4 separate regions of the Mus musculus genome follow, and all the other regions are linked to region 3. Evidence: chromatin contacts called from public Hi-C and HiChIP or PLAC-seq data. All regions are on one chromosome and are shown on one strand. Each heading gives the region's core, a stretch centred on a gene start, on an enhancer-like site or on the middle of the called end of the contact. The rest is flanking DNA. Distances are from core to core; before and after follow the strand shown.

Region 1 (2,923 bases), core at 361-2,860, 410 kb after region 3:
CTCTGTTACCCACTCTCCTAGCCACATTAGAGGCTAGCAATGGAAGATACTATAATCATGACTTTTCCCTTTATAATATCTCCCTTACAGGGACAAGTTCTTTCCAGGCAGAGTGCTCAGAACCTCTGTTGCATGTTTTATCTCCCACAGCAGGGGACACATGAAACTCCACTATAATCCCTGGATGCTCCAATCACTTTCAGGGATTGCAATAGTCTCTATTTCATCAGCTATTTTGAAGGTATCCCATACTTCTATGATAGACCCTATTCATCCCCGAAGTGTACAACCTTGTACAACATAGAAGAAATAGCCATCCTTGGAACCTCCCCCAAACCCTCAAGGATGCTTTACCACCAGACAGCTTAGTTTCAGATGATGCTGTATCATTCACAGCAACAGCCAACTTCCGAAGAGGGAGGTCCACCATTCTATATCACACAGAGGAGGATTATCTCAGGGTATGCCCCGCCCTTTGATGGGTCAGCCTGTTACTTGTCGTAGTGTCAATCCCTGGGGCCATGCAACTGTTTCTGCAATTTTCTTCTTTGGTTTTATTGAATCACTGTTTGAAAAATAATTGTGCTATACTTTTTCTGGAGAGACTTTGAATTTATCCCGAGGTGGGGGGGGGGGGGGCAGTAGCGGTCCAGAGAAATGAATCCCCTGAAGTCTAGCTTGGTGAATTGGTGAGTTTGTTGGGATTATTTATAAGAGCATGGGTGCTCCAGTCATTGGGACTGCTGAAAAGCCCACCACTATTTGGGTGAAGTCTCACCAAAGCTACATTGATAAAGCAACTCAAGCTGTTTATTATGTTCTATTTATACTTTCTCGTTAATTTAGTAGGGGTAGTATCATTTTTAAAATTTTTTGAGTTTGTACTCATTTTGAATACCTACAAAATATGTGCTATACCATATATTTTGTTCATGTATTCAAAAATAATATAATATTTCAAATAATGTCACTTTCCAAAATAAAAAGATCAGGTCTTTCTTCTTTCATAAGGTCTCTTGATGGGATTGACTGGGTAGAAGTATTTCATGACGTCAGTCCAATGATTGGGTGCGTTTGTCCCAGTCAGCTGCTTGTTGAGCCTCTCAGAGAGAGGCTGGAAGAAGCTGAGGAGGATGGTGACCCCATAGGAAGACCAGCAGTCTCAACGAACCCAGAACCCTGAGATCTCTCAGACACTGAGCCACCAATCAGGCAGCACACGCCAGCTGGTCTGAGACCTCCGCCACACGTACAGCAGACGACTGTCTGGTCTGGCCTCAGTGAGAAAAGACGTGCCTAAACTGAAGAGACTTGAGGCCTCAGGGAGTGGGGAAGTATGGAGGGGTGGATGGGTGGCAGGAACATCCTCTTGGAGACAGGGGGAGCAGGAATAGGAAACGAACTATGGGTGGGTGTAGCAGGCGGGGGGGGGGGGGCTACATCTGGACTGTAAAAAAATAAAAGTATTAATAATAAAAAGTATGAAAAGAAAAGCATAAAAAGGAGAAATATCTCATGACCCCATCCATTTAAATTTGAAAACCTATGTTCCCCCACTGATGTATGTAGTCATTGCTGAGGAAGATGTGGAGGAAGGGAGACTGAGCAGACCACAGCTGGAATGAATATTTTCAGCTCCCGAGCCTGTTCTTTTCATAACATAACATAACTAGCAGTTTCACCTTCAACAAACATTCATTCCACTTTTTGCTCAGAAAAAAAAAAAAAAGAAGTGTTAGATAAGATGATATATTAAACTAATGGAGCTCACAAACACCGTGTTTACGCCCCCTTCCTTTGAACAGCAAGGGTCAGGCATTGTGCACTCAGGGCTGGCTGAGCTGATCTCTGACCTCTACGCTAACCAGCTTGCCTTATGCAGCCGTTTGGAGAGGCCACGGCCTGCATGGAGAGAAGCGGAAATAGTCCAAGGGCAATTGTTTCCATATGCATTTCCCCGAACTGAGACACTGGACCACTTTGGAGCCAGCAGGAAAGGGAAGCAATTTATCGTCTCACAGCCTTCAGAAGCTTCCTAGGGGGTTCATGACCTCGGTCTCCCAAACACCTTCAAATATTGATTCTGAAAGGAGTTAGAAGAAACTGGAGGAGTGAAGGATCTTTGTGAACCATACATTTAGGCTTAACAAGTTTTTTGAAACGTGATATGAAATTCTCCAATGATACAATTAAGCAACACAGACATTAGAGTGTACGATCACTGCGTATTGTCTTGATAAGAGTCAGATTCAAACTGGCAATACATTTTGAGACTTTTCCAATTCTATCCCTTGGTCCAGTTGCAAATCAGTAAATGAAAAATTAGTAATCCCTTCTTTTCTTCAATTAAGCCATGTAAGTATTCAAGATTATACTTAATAGAGATGGAAAACTTAAGACTTTTAACTGCCTCTATTCATTTGTTTTCTAGACAGATGCTGTATCAATGCAGTTCCCATACACACCAAGGGAGAAAACTGAATTCCCACAAATGATGTTTGTAATAAAGACTTCCACAATATTGGCCTAAATATATACTAAAAAATGAATAAGGCACTGATGGCCATGGATATCCCATGGCTCACTAACATTCTCCTCCTTTCAACTACTGACTTTTGATTGCCATCTGGGAAATTCACTTCCAGTGAAGCCTGAAGCCAACAATTATGTGCTTCTAAATTATATACATTAGGACTATGGTTCTCACATGCCTCTGGCTGTCGCCAGGAATTCTGACCATTGCTCTCACAAGTTTGGTCTCCTGGGCAAAACCAAAAGCAAGGGCCAAACACTACCACGCTTACTTCTGGAGCACATGTGAATATTCCACTTTGTCGTTCTAACGATGGTGTCCATTTTTACAGCCCAGATTACAAGTGACGTGTTCATGTGCTGGTAGCTTACAATGTTAGAAACAAGAAAT
Region 2 (2,742 bases), core at 113-2,612, 270 kb after region 3:
ACAGAGAGAGAGACAGAGAGAGAGAGAGACAGAGAGAGAGAGAGACAGAGAGAGAGAGAGACAGAGAGAGAGAGAGACAGAGAGAGAGAGAGACAGAGAGAGAGACAGAGAGAGAGACAGAGAGAGAGACAGAGAGAGAGACAGAGAGAGAGACAGAGAGAGAGAGACACAGAGAGAGAGAGAGAGATTTCATAGTGATGACAAACCGTAGTGCAGATGGGTCAATGGTGCCATGCCTACACATTGACTTGGACTGCCCAATCATGCATATATCCTACCATCCATTTAAACCTACACCCTATGACAGGACCTGGAAGATGGACTTTGTTCCTCTTCCCAGTGTGCCTCACTGAATAAATTTCCTTTCTCTGTGTTCATTGTTACTTTAGGTTTAATTGGCCTCCTGAGGACGGATGGCTCAGCTATTTGTTAGTGCTGCCAGAGCCAGATTCGATTCTAACACATTACGGGAGTGGAAGTGGCTGCCTCTTTTCCACTCAAGCAGAGTGCACAAGTTTCCCAGGCTGTGCACCATCGAGGTCTTAGTTGGACAATTAACAAAGGACTTGGGAACCATCTAATCCTTAGCTTATAAGCATTCTTATGTTCTTCCCGTTTGACATCTACATTTTTACTCGTAATGTATGTTAGTGCAGCTAGGGTTTCTGAGGGCCATTGCCTTACTTACTAGACATAGAAAATGGAGTCATAAATAGAAAATGAATAGGCCCCCACTTGACTTTGGAATTACCCTGGCCTTCAGGGTCAGAGGAAGGGGGTCACTGCTAACCCCACATGCAAACAAAGGCAGGTGGCCTGTACTGCCTTGCTTGTTCCTCACCCTTCCTCTCAGCAAGCGACCCTTTCCAGGCTCATCTGTACAGACATCCTGAGGAAGAAGAAAAGCCACCCAGTGTCTGCCCTTTCTTCCTAGCATAATGTTTGAAAGCGTAGACCTTGGCCAGATGGGACACACTTGGCAGATGTTCCGGAGCACAGCATTGCAACTGAAGAACTTTCTTCTTGGAACTCTGTCCCAAGGGCAAGGGTAGGGGTGAACAATCGAGGATGGCTGAACCCGGAGAGGCTCTGCTCTTGGCCAGCTGCAGCCTCTGAGGGATGTCACAGCCTGAGGCACTATCAGTCCTTGTAGCTTTCCCTATAAACTGGACTTACTAGCAGCCAGCCCGTGCCCAGCCTTGCCCGGGACTGGAGGGAGAGGGAGGGAGGGAGCTAACAGCACGGGGTGGGGAGGGTGGGGGGTGGGGTGGAAAAAGGGGCGGCACAGGAAGTCAAGCTGAAGCTGGGAGTGAGGACAGCAAGGGGTGGGCCGGGAGGCAATGAAGTCAGAGGCAGCAGGGACTGCAGCTGAATCAATTTGGAGCTAAAAATAGCGCCTTGCCGCTTCTGCCTCCGCAGTGATTTCCTAAAGGTCTCAGCTGCGCCTTGGAGAGAAAGCCAGCGTGTGTGTCCCCACCTCTCCTCCCAACTGGTGAGCGGAACAAAATAGCGGAAAGCAGCGGGAGCAAAAGAGACTTCCTCGGAGTCTCTCTAGACTGCAGCCTCCCTGTGTGCAGAGCCCCTGAAAGGGCCTCTGCTTCACCTGTTTTCCTCTGGAGTGGGATAATTCGAAATAAGGTCTTCCGAGTCTGAAAAGAGGTAAAGATCCCAGACATCTATGAAGAATCCAGACAAATGGGGCCCTTGACTTTCAAGCCGAGTGCATCAAGCATAGGACTGTCCATTCTAAGACTGAAACTGTTTACCAGACACAAGATAAAAGTCCTAATCTTCAAAGATGGACCATCGCAAAACAAACCCGCCCATGCTGGCCATAGGTGAAGGTCTGAACCTTCTGAATAAAGTTTGCCTTTTTTCAGGAGACACCAATTTAGGGATCAGTTTCCCTGATTGACCCCTCCACCCACCCCCAACTCCACCCCCACCCCCACTCACACACTGGCTAAGAAAAAGACAGCGCACATAAAAGTTTGGCACTTGGCAGAGTGATTTTCCCCCCCGCAGTGTGGGGAGGTAACCTTTCTGCAGCTACATCTTGACATTTGCATGGATTCAAATGCATCATAGGTAATGGCACCTGTGTGCCGAAGCCTCCTGATTTGTCTGTTCCAGCCACGGTCTGAATGAGGACTTTCGAGCTGAGAGATCGAAGGCAAAAATGTGCATACAAATTATGGGAGAACAGATAATGGGACGGACCATAAAAAGGAACAGGTTGGATTGATGTCTCGCGGCTCTCCTGCAGAAAGCATCTGTTCAGATTAAACAGCCCAGCTTTGGAAAGTGTCTAAGCTAGAGTCTTGATTTTAAAATCACCATTAATAATCATCTGTCCATACTTTTGAGTTAAGTATCAATTGTATATCCTTCAGAAGGAAACTAATAACATATACCTAAGCCCCAACCGTACAGGCAATCTTTTCAAAGGGAAGCCCAGTCCTCAATTCTTACTTTTAATCAAGCAAATTTGAACTATCGATGCTCATCTGTGGAATATGTGGAGACACATTAAAGGTTTCAAAGACCTCAGACACTATGAGGTTCTGTAGGTGAAGCCCCTTGTTCATTGTCTGTCTTGCTTTGAAATCGGTTCACTCTCCTGGAAGGAAGCAATAGTTCCTGTCAGAGAGAAAAGCAGAACACTGCCCAACTTGCCAATTTGACAAACAGCAAACTGTTATCAAGCACATTGGGAATCCGGCTTTCTCAGGAGGACCTATT
Region 3 (2,809 bases), core at 258-2,757:
CCAGAGGGATCAGAACTGGGAATCTGTGCCACATTCCTAGCTCTGTGTCTTTGTTTAGAAGTGAAGGAAAGAGGTAACAAGAGAGAAGAAATAGGGCTATCGAATACAACCTCTGAGGTGAAGTTCAAAGAGAACATCCCACTAGGGTAGAGTGGGGATCAAAGACAAATGTGTGAAATTCGTGGGAAGGTGGTGGTGGGGCTGTAAACAAGTCATCTTGTTTCTTTGTTTCTGCTTAAGACTCTGTCTGACATGGCTTCCTTTAGAGATAAAGGCCACCATCCATTTAAAGGCAGTACCTGAAGACTGAGCAGCTGCTGGCATCACGCCCTTAACTTGGTATAGATGTCACTGCCTGTTATATAAAATCCATCTTTGGGAGCTTGAGATTCACCTTCTGTTTGCTCTCTGCTATTAATCCTGAAGAATTAGATTGAAAAAGATTTTTTTAAATAACCATGCCCAATAAAGAAATGCAAATCTCAGACTTTGCTCTGGAAACAGGTTTCTACAGAATTATGTTAATGGGTTCCTGGGGTAGGATTGAAAATTCAGGCAAGCTCTGAGCCTCCGGCTCTGTGCTTATCCAGACTTGTTATGGTCAACAAACAGGTCGCTGCCTGGGCCACCTTTGTCTGAAGACAAGGATATAGCAAATAATGTCTTGAGAGGAAAATCTCAATCAGGTTCTGCAAGCTGCAGATTGACTGTCGCATGTATTTCCAAGTGACAGCGAGCTTTCTATTGCAGTTTAGCTAACTCTATTGTGTTAAAAATTTGGCTCACCTAACTTTTATTATTATCATTATCGTTATTATTATTATTACTATTACTATTATTATTATTATTATTATTATTATTATTATTATTGTTATTTTGGTAGGACTCTACAGAAAAAGAATACCACCACACACCTGGTTACTTTCGCAGTTAATAGTGCGATCTCAGAAAAACTCCTGAAGAGAAATCTTTACCCTAAGGATTCCCAGTTCTGAACTCTGTACCATAAAGATTACTCAAAACAAGTCCGTGTCATTTCAGTGAAGACAGCCCCCAACACACAGGTCATTACGGTTTCCTTCCAGTCCCAGGAATTTTCCCAGGTAACAGCCACACGGAGGTGAAATGCGATTTTAAATGTTTACATGTCTCTCTATTTTCTTCATCTTTATTATTATTTTTTCCAGGCCAGCGATGAAAGGTTATTCTCTGTAAGATTTAGCCAGTGAAACGCATAGCATAAAAATCCGAACCCTGCAGTCAGACACGGAAAGAGCAAAGGAGAAATCGGAGGTGGGGGGGGGGAGTGTGCCCCATTGGGCTGCAGCGTTTGAGTGTATGTAGGGATGATGTCATTTGTTTTTACAAAACCCGGTTTAAATTTGTTCCTGCCTTTCAAGAACTGCAGCGCGGAGCATCTGTGGAGACTTCTGCAGACTATATTTCAGGCTGTTCGAGAGTGCGCGCTGCATCAAAATCCAGCCAATAGCAGGGGGAGCCTTACCCTCCCTAGCCTCCATTTGTTCCCCTACCTGAAGCAAGGGTGTGCTGCAGCTGTGAGGTGACCGCCCAGCCCCCTCCAGCCCCCTCCTGCCCGGCTCAAACTGCAGAGGCATTAAGGCAAGCTTCACCTGGTTTAAAGGAGAACCCTGCTAATATCAAAGCTGACTTCTGGCCACCCTCACACGTTCGTTTCATGGGCAGGTAACCTCCGAGGGAAGGCATACCTGTAAAAGATGATTTGGTTTGGGTGGCTTTAAATTCAAACGGAGCAGTTTACTTTGCAGCCCCTGGTGCAATATGAGAACAATCCTAAGAAGGAAGAAGGCAGAGATCATGGGCTGCTGGCTGCTCATTGGCAGACGCAGGACCTCCGAATTCTACAGCTCTAATTACCTTTCAAAAGCAAACCCATTTCCGTGTGTATATTTGTAGAGGATGATTGGGAAGTATGCAGCGGAGAAAGATCACCAGTTCAATCACAAAAATCAATGGGTTAGATACAGAGTGGAAACCAAAGTGCCGGTTCGGCCACCATCTAAGTCCCTTTGTACTTTTTCCCTCCGGAAAGAAATACAGGCTATTGACAATACGATCAGTGTGGGCTCTTTGGTCAGAGCAGCAGAAACTGAACTCTGGTTAGTTTCTTATTGAAAGCCTATGAGGACATTTACAGAATAAAAGGAAGGCTAAAGGAACGGACTCAGACGACAGGGCCAGGCTTTGACGAAGTCTCTACAACACGCTATAGGACTGTAACTTGCTGCTGGTAGAAGGACAATCACCAGCTTCCTATTGTCTTTCTTCTCATCACACTCAAGTGGCCTGAGTCTCAGCCCAGTGTCCCTTTGTCCATGGGTTCATGCCTATAGGTTTTACAAAAGCAGTGCCCTCCATTTGCCGAATCCCAAAGTCATCTGGCGGAAGAGGAGGAGCCACAGTGCTCCCTCGTGGGATGACAGTACTGTTCCTAAAAGGATGGGGAGAGTGGACCTTCTTTCCCTTCCAGTGACACATTTACTGCTATGGATGCGGCCGCTATATATAATCTTCGTACCTGGGTTGATGATTTTTTTTTTCATTTCTGGCTCATTATTTTTCAGTACTGTGGCTGGAACCCAGGGCCTCATGCATGCTAGGCAGCACTCTACTTCGGAGCTACACCCCCAACCCTCATCTTTTAAAATTCAGTTTTGAGAGAAGAGCACTCTGGCTTTGAACTTGCAAACCTACTGCCTCTGCTTCCCAATTAGCTGTGATTACAGGGATGTGTCACCATACCAGGTTAACTCGGATTTATAACCTTGTC
Region 4 (2,738 bases), core at 230-2,729, 470 kb after region 3:
ACAGATATTTAAGAATACATACATGCACACATATATACACACATCTATTTACATATGTGTATTCTAGCATATATCATATCATTATGTTTTTCTCTCTTGAATCTAAACAGCCTTCTTGCCTTCAGTTATCAGGTAATAGAAAATTATACATTGGCAATGTTCAAACAGCTGGCTGATAAGCAACCACATCTCTTCTGCCTCTTTTATTAGTCACACCTCTGTCAGTATGTTCCTCTTACTTCAAGGAGCTTGCAGATGTATTTATAATGTGCCAAAGAGGAAGAAAACATGAATCTTGGCAAACACTAACAGTTTCGGACACTAAGTCCAAAGCAAAATAGATTTAGAGGACTTCCCAAGGGATTCATTTTAGGCAAATAAACTGGTAGGAATCTGATGATTTTACTAGCAGATCTGAAAGCATGAATTTCTGTCTTCTATAAGAAGAAATGATGTATCAGGGAAATGAAATGATATAGAAAAATGTCATGACAAAATTAGAAAACTCAAGAAAAAAAGAAAACTATGTTATTTATTTCCTATAAATAAAGGAATTTAGAATATGCATGAGGTTTAGGTGTTCACAGGATAAACAAAAAGTGAAAATGTGAATTTGATGTGTAAAACATGTCCTTTTTATGGATCAATTTAAAGACTGTGAAATTCATTCCTCCCTTAAAATACCTAAATTTTATCCATCAGTACATGAATACCTGCATGAAAACAAGATGAAAAACACAATCAATTGTCCCCAAAAAATGTTTAACTGTGATCTATAAAGTTAAAATATCACAGAAGATTCAGTGACAACATGGGATAGACTCCAAAGGTTTTTGAGTTGTGACAATGCAAATGGACTCACATACCTGGACATGGGAAGCCTCCTGGGCAGAGGTGTAGTAGAAGCCAACACTGATATTTGGACACTGGATGTCTGACTACAGTTAAGAGAAGAATGGGGCTACGGTACCTGTACTGAGTACTGCCATTGCCAGCTGTCATTATATACTTCGGTGAATATTATTACCTCTAGGAAAGTTCACCAAACACACTTCCTCTCAGTGTTTTGTTTATCAATAATTACATGCTATTACCTGAACTTAGCAGATCGAGGACCATTGTGAAGAGTAAGCAATTTTTTTTCTCACCAATTACGTCTTTGTGTGAAAATGGAGCTAGTTACTGGGAGATAGTAATAGCATTGGATTAAAACTACTTTCATGAAAGCTTCACTCCATAGGGCTCCTTTCGTGGCTCAGATAATGCATCTAGGTTATTTAGGGTCTGAGGCTTATCAAAAGAGACAGAATGAATCGTGCTGGGTTGTGTGATATGATTTGGAGAAGAGAACTGACTGCCCTAAAATGAAAAAGACGAAGTAATTTTCCATAGGCTTTTGAATCCTAAGGTTTACCCTCCTGTTCCCCCTATCGTCCATCTAAAGATTAAAGAGTGAAACAATCAGCGGATTTTAAAGTGAAGGGGAAGGGAGGGTGGTCTGCACCTGGAAACCATTTTCTTGATTTGTGCTGGCTGTAGTCCTGGAGATAGAACAGCAAGAATTCCGCTCTGGGGTTTCTTTGAAATCTGGGGAGAATGATTTGTGTGAGGAGGGGGAATAGAGGAATCATGGGGGGGGGGGGAGCTCATTCCTTCTTGCCACATTGCTGTGCTGCAGAGGAAGAGTCTGGTCTGCCTTGGGATGGAGTTGAAAGGAAATCAACAAGGCAGCTTCAAGTATGCAAGAATTTGTTATGGACTTGCCAACTTTTCAAACATAACTGTCTGTGTTCAGAGGCTGCCAACACGAAGCACACATGGTTCAGTACTGCAGATCTTCCCAATAACTGTGCAAATCACAACATGTTTTTGTCTTCAGTGTGCTCAAAAGGTAACCGTGTGAGGTCCCTTTGTTTACATAGTCTGGAAATGCACAATGATAAAATTGCTTTAGAAAATTGAGGCATGAAACACTCATATTCCTAGTTATTTTCTATTTGTGCCAATTGGTGAGTTCCAAAGTATCGCTCACCCCAAAAGAAGACAAAAATGCAATAGAATAAACTATATTGTTAATTTCATGAACACTTGTATGCTTTTAAAAATAATATTTATTCTTTGAAATTTTTATATATGCACAATGTATTTTTATCTTACGTATTTTACACGCCTTCCCCTAACTCCTCGCAGATCTCCCACACACTCCCTGTTCATATCTTCATGTCTTCTTTTATTTTTTTTTAACCTGCCTTTTGTCCACTTTATGTGTTCCTTCTCCACTGTTATATTTTCCAACTACACAAAGAAGGCTGGAGGAGAAAGGAGGTATTAATATCCTTAGACTACTTCCTACTGATTAAGGGTATCAAGTTCCTTGGGGCACTTTTGATCTTCTTTGTTAGGATATCTCAACCAGGAACCAGCAACAACTAGCCAATAGCCAGCCAGGAGCCAGCCAGGAGCCAGCCAGGAGCCAGCCAGGAGCCAGCCAGGAGCCAGCCAGCAGCCAGTCAGCAGCCAGCCAGCAGCCAGCCAGCAGCCAGCCAGCAGGAACCACAGCAGGAGAAATTGCAGCAGCCATATCCTTCTCTAGGCCTCTTCATATATATATATATATATACTCTCAAGAGTTTCTAGACTTTCAAATATCATACACTTGGGAAAAACTATCTGCAGCTGGCAAAAATCATGGTCTTGATGAAACAAAAGGCAAATCATAGTCTGCTGCCTTGTATAAT

What was found. Hi-C and Micro-C count contacts between places; a contact is called where the count stands out from the background. HiChIP or PLAC-seq counts read pairs in DNA pulled down with a chosen protein or histone mark.
Region 1: a contact with region 3 is called in an H3K4me3 HiChIP or PLAC-seq map of craniofacial prominence, with 5 times the contacts expected there. The contact joins two enhancer-like sites. A contact is called at or near these places in 1 of 115 datasets of contacts at active chromatin or transcription factors (craniofacial prominence) and 1 of 9 other capture datasets (embryonic stem cells).
Region 2: a contact with region 3 is called in a Hi-C map of cerebral cortex, with 5 times the contacts expected there. The contact joins two enhancer-like sites. A contact is called at or near these places in 1 of 484 Hi-C or Micro-C datasets (cerebral cortex) and 2 of 115 datasets of contacts at active chromatin or transcription factors (the 230-238 cell line and embryonic stem cells).
Region 4: an H3K4me3 HiChIP or PLAC-seq map of craniofacial prominence shows a contact between it and region 3, with 4 times the contacts expected there. The contact joins two enhancer-like sites. A contact is called at or near these places in 2 of 115 datasets of contacts at active chromatin or transcription factors (craniofacial prominence and stem cell-derived neural progenitor cells).

What each region holds. Positions count from the first base shown.
Region 1 is chr14:100,888,056-100,890,978 of GRCm38.p6, forward strand. No RefSeq gene overlaps it. Among named protein-coding and RNA genes, the nearest start is that of Gm23538, 130 kb to the left of the region's middle. Within about 2 kb of position 1,611, at least 20 of the 459 cell types and tissues checked have an H3K27ac peak or open chromatin away from gene starts, as enhancers often do. A contact at or near this core is called in craniofacial prominence, where this site is marked.
Region 2 is chr14:100,748,964-100,751,705 of GRCm38.p6, forward strand. No RefSeq gene overlaps it. Among named protein-coding and RNA genes, the nearest start is that of Gm23538, 9.9 kb to the right of the region's middle. Within about 2 kb of position 1,363, at least 183 of the 459 cell types and tissues checked have an H3K27ac peak or open chromatin away from gene starts, as enhancers often do. A contact at or near this core is called in cerebral cortex, where this site is marked.
Region 3 is chr14:100,476,349-100,479,157 of GRCm38.p6, forward strand. The region is part of intron 5 of Gm34199 (a long non-coding RNA gene); the gene reads left to right. Among named protein-coding and RNA genes, the nearest start is that of Gm26367, 59 kb to the left of the region's middle. Within about 2 kb of position 1,508, at least 79 of the 459 cell types and tissues checked have an H3K27ac peak or open chromatin away from gene starts, as enhancers often do. A contact at or near this core is called in cerebral cortex and craniofacial prominence, where this site is marked.
Region 4 is chr14:100,949,227-100,951,964 of GRCm38.p6, forward strand. No RefSeq gene overlaps it. Among named protein-coding and RNA genes, the nearest start is that of Gm46481, 110 kb to the right of the region's middle. Within about 2 kb of position 1,480, at least 13 of the 459 cell types and tissues checked have an H3K27ac peak or open chromatin away from gene starts, as enhancers often do. A contact at or near this core is called in craniofacial prominence, where this site is marked.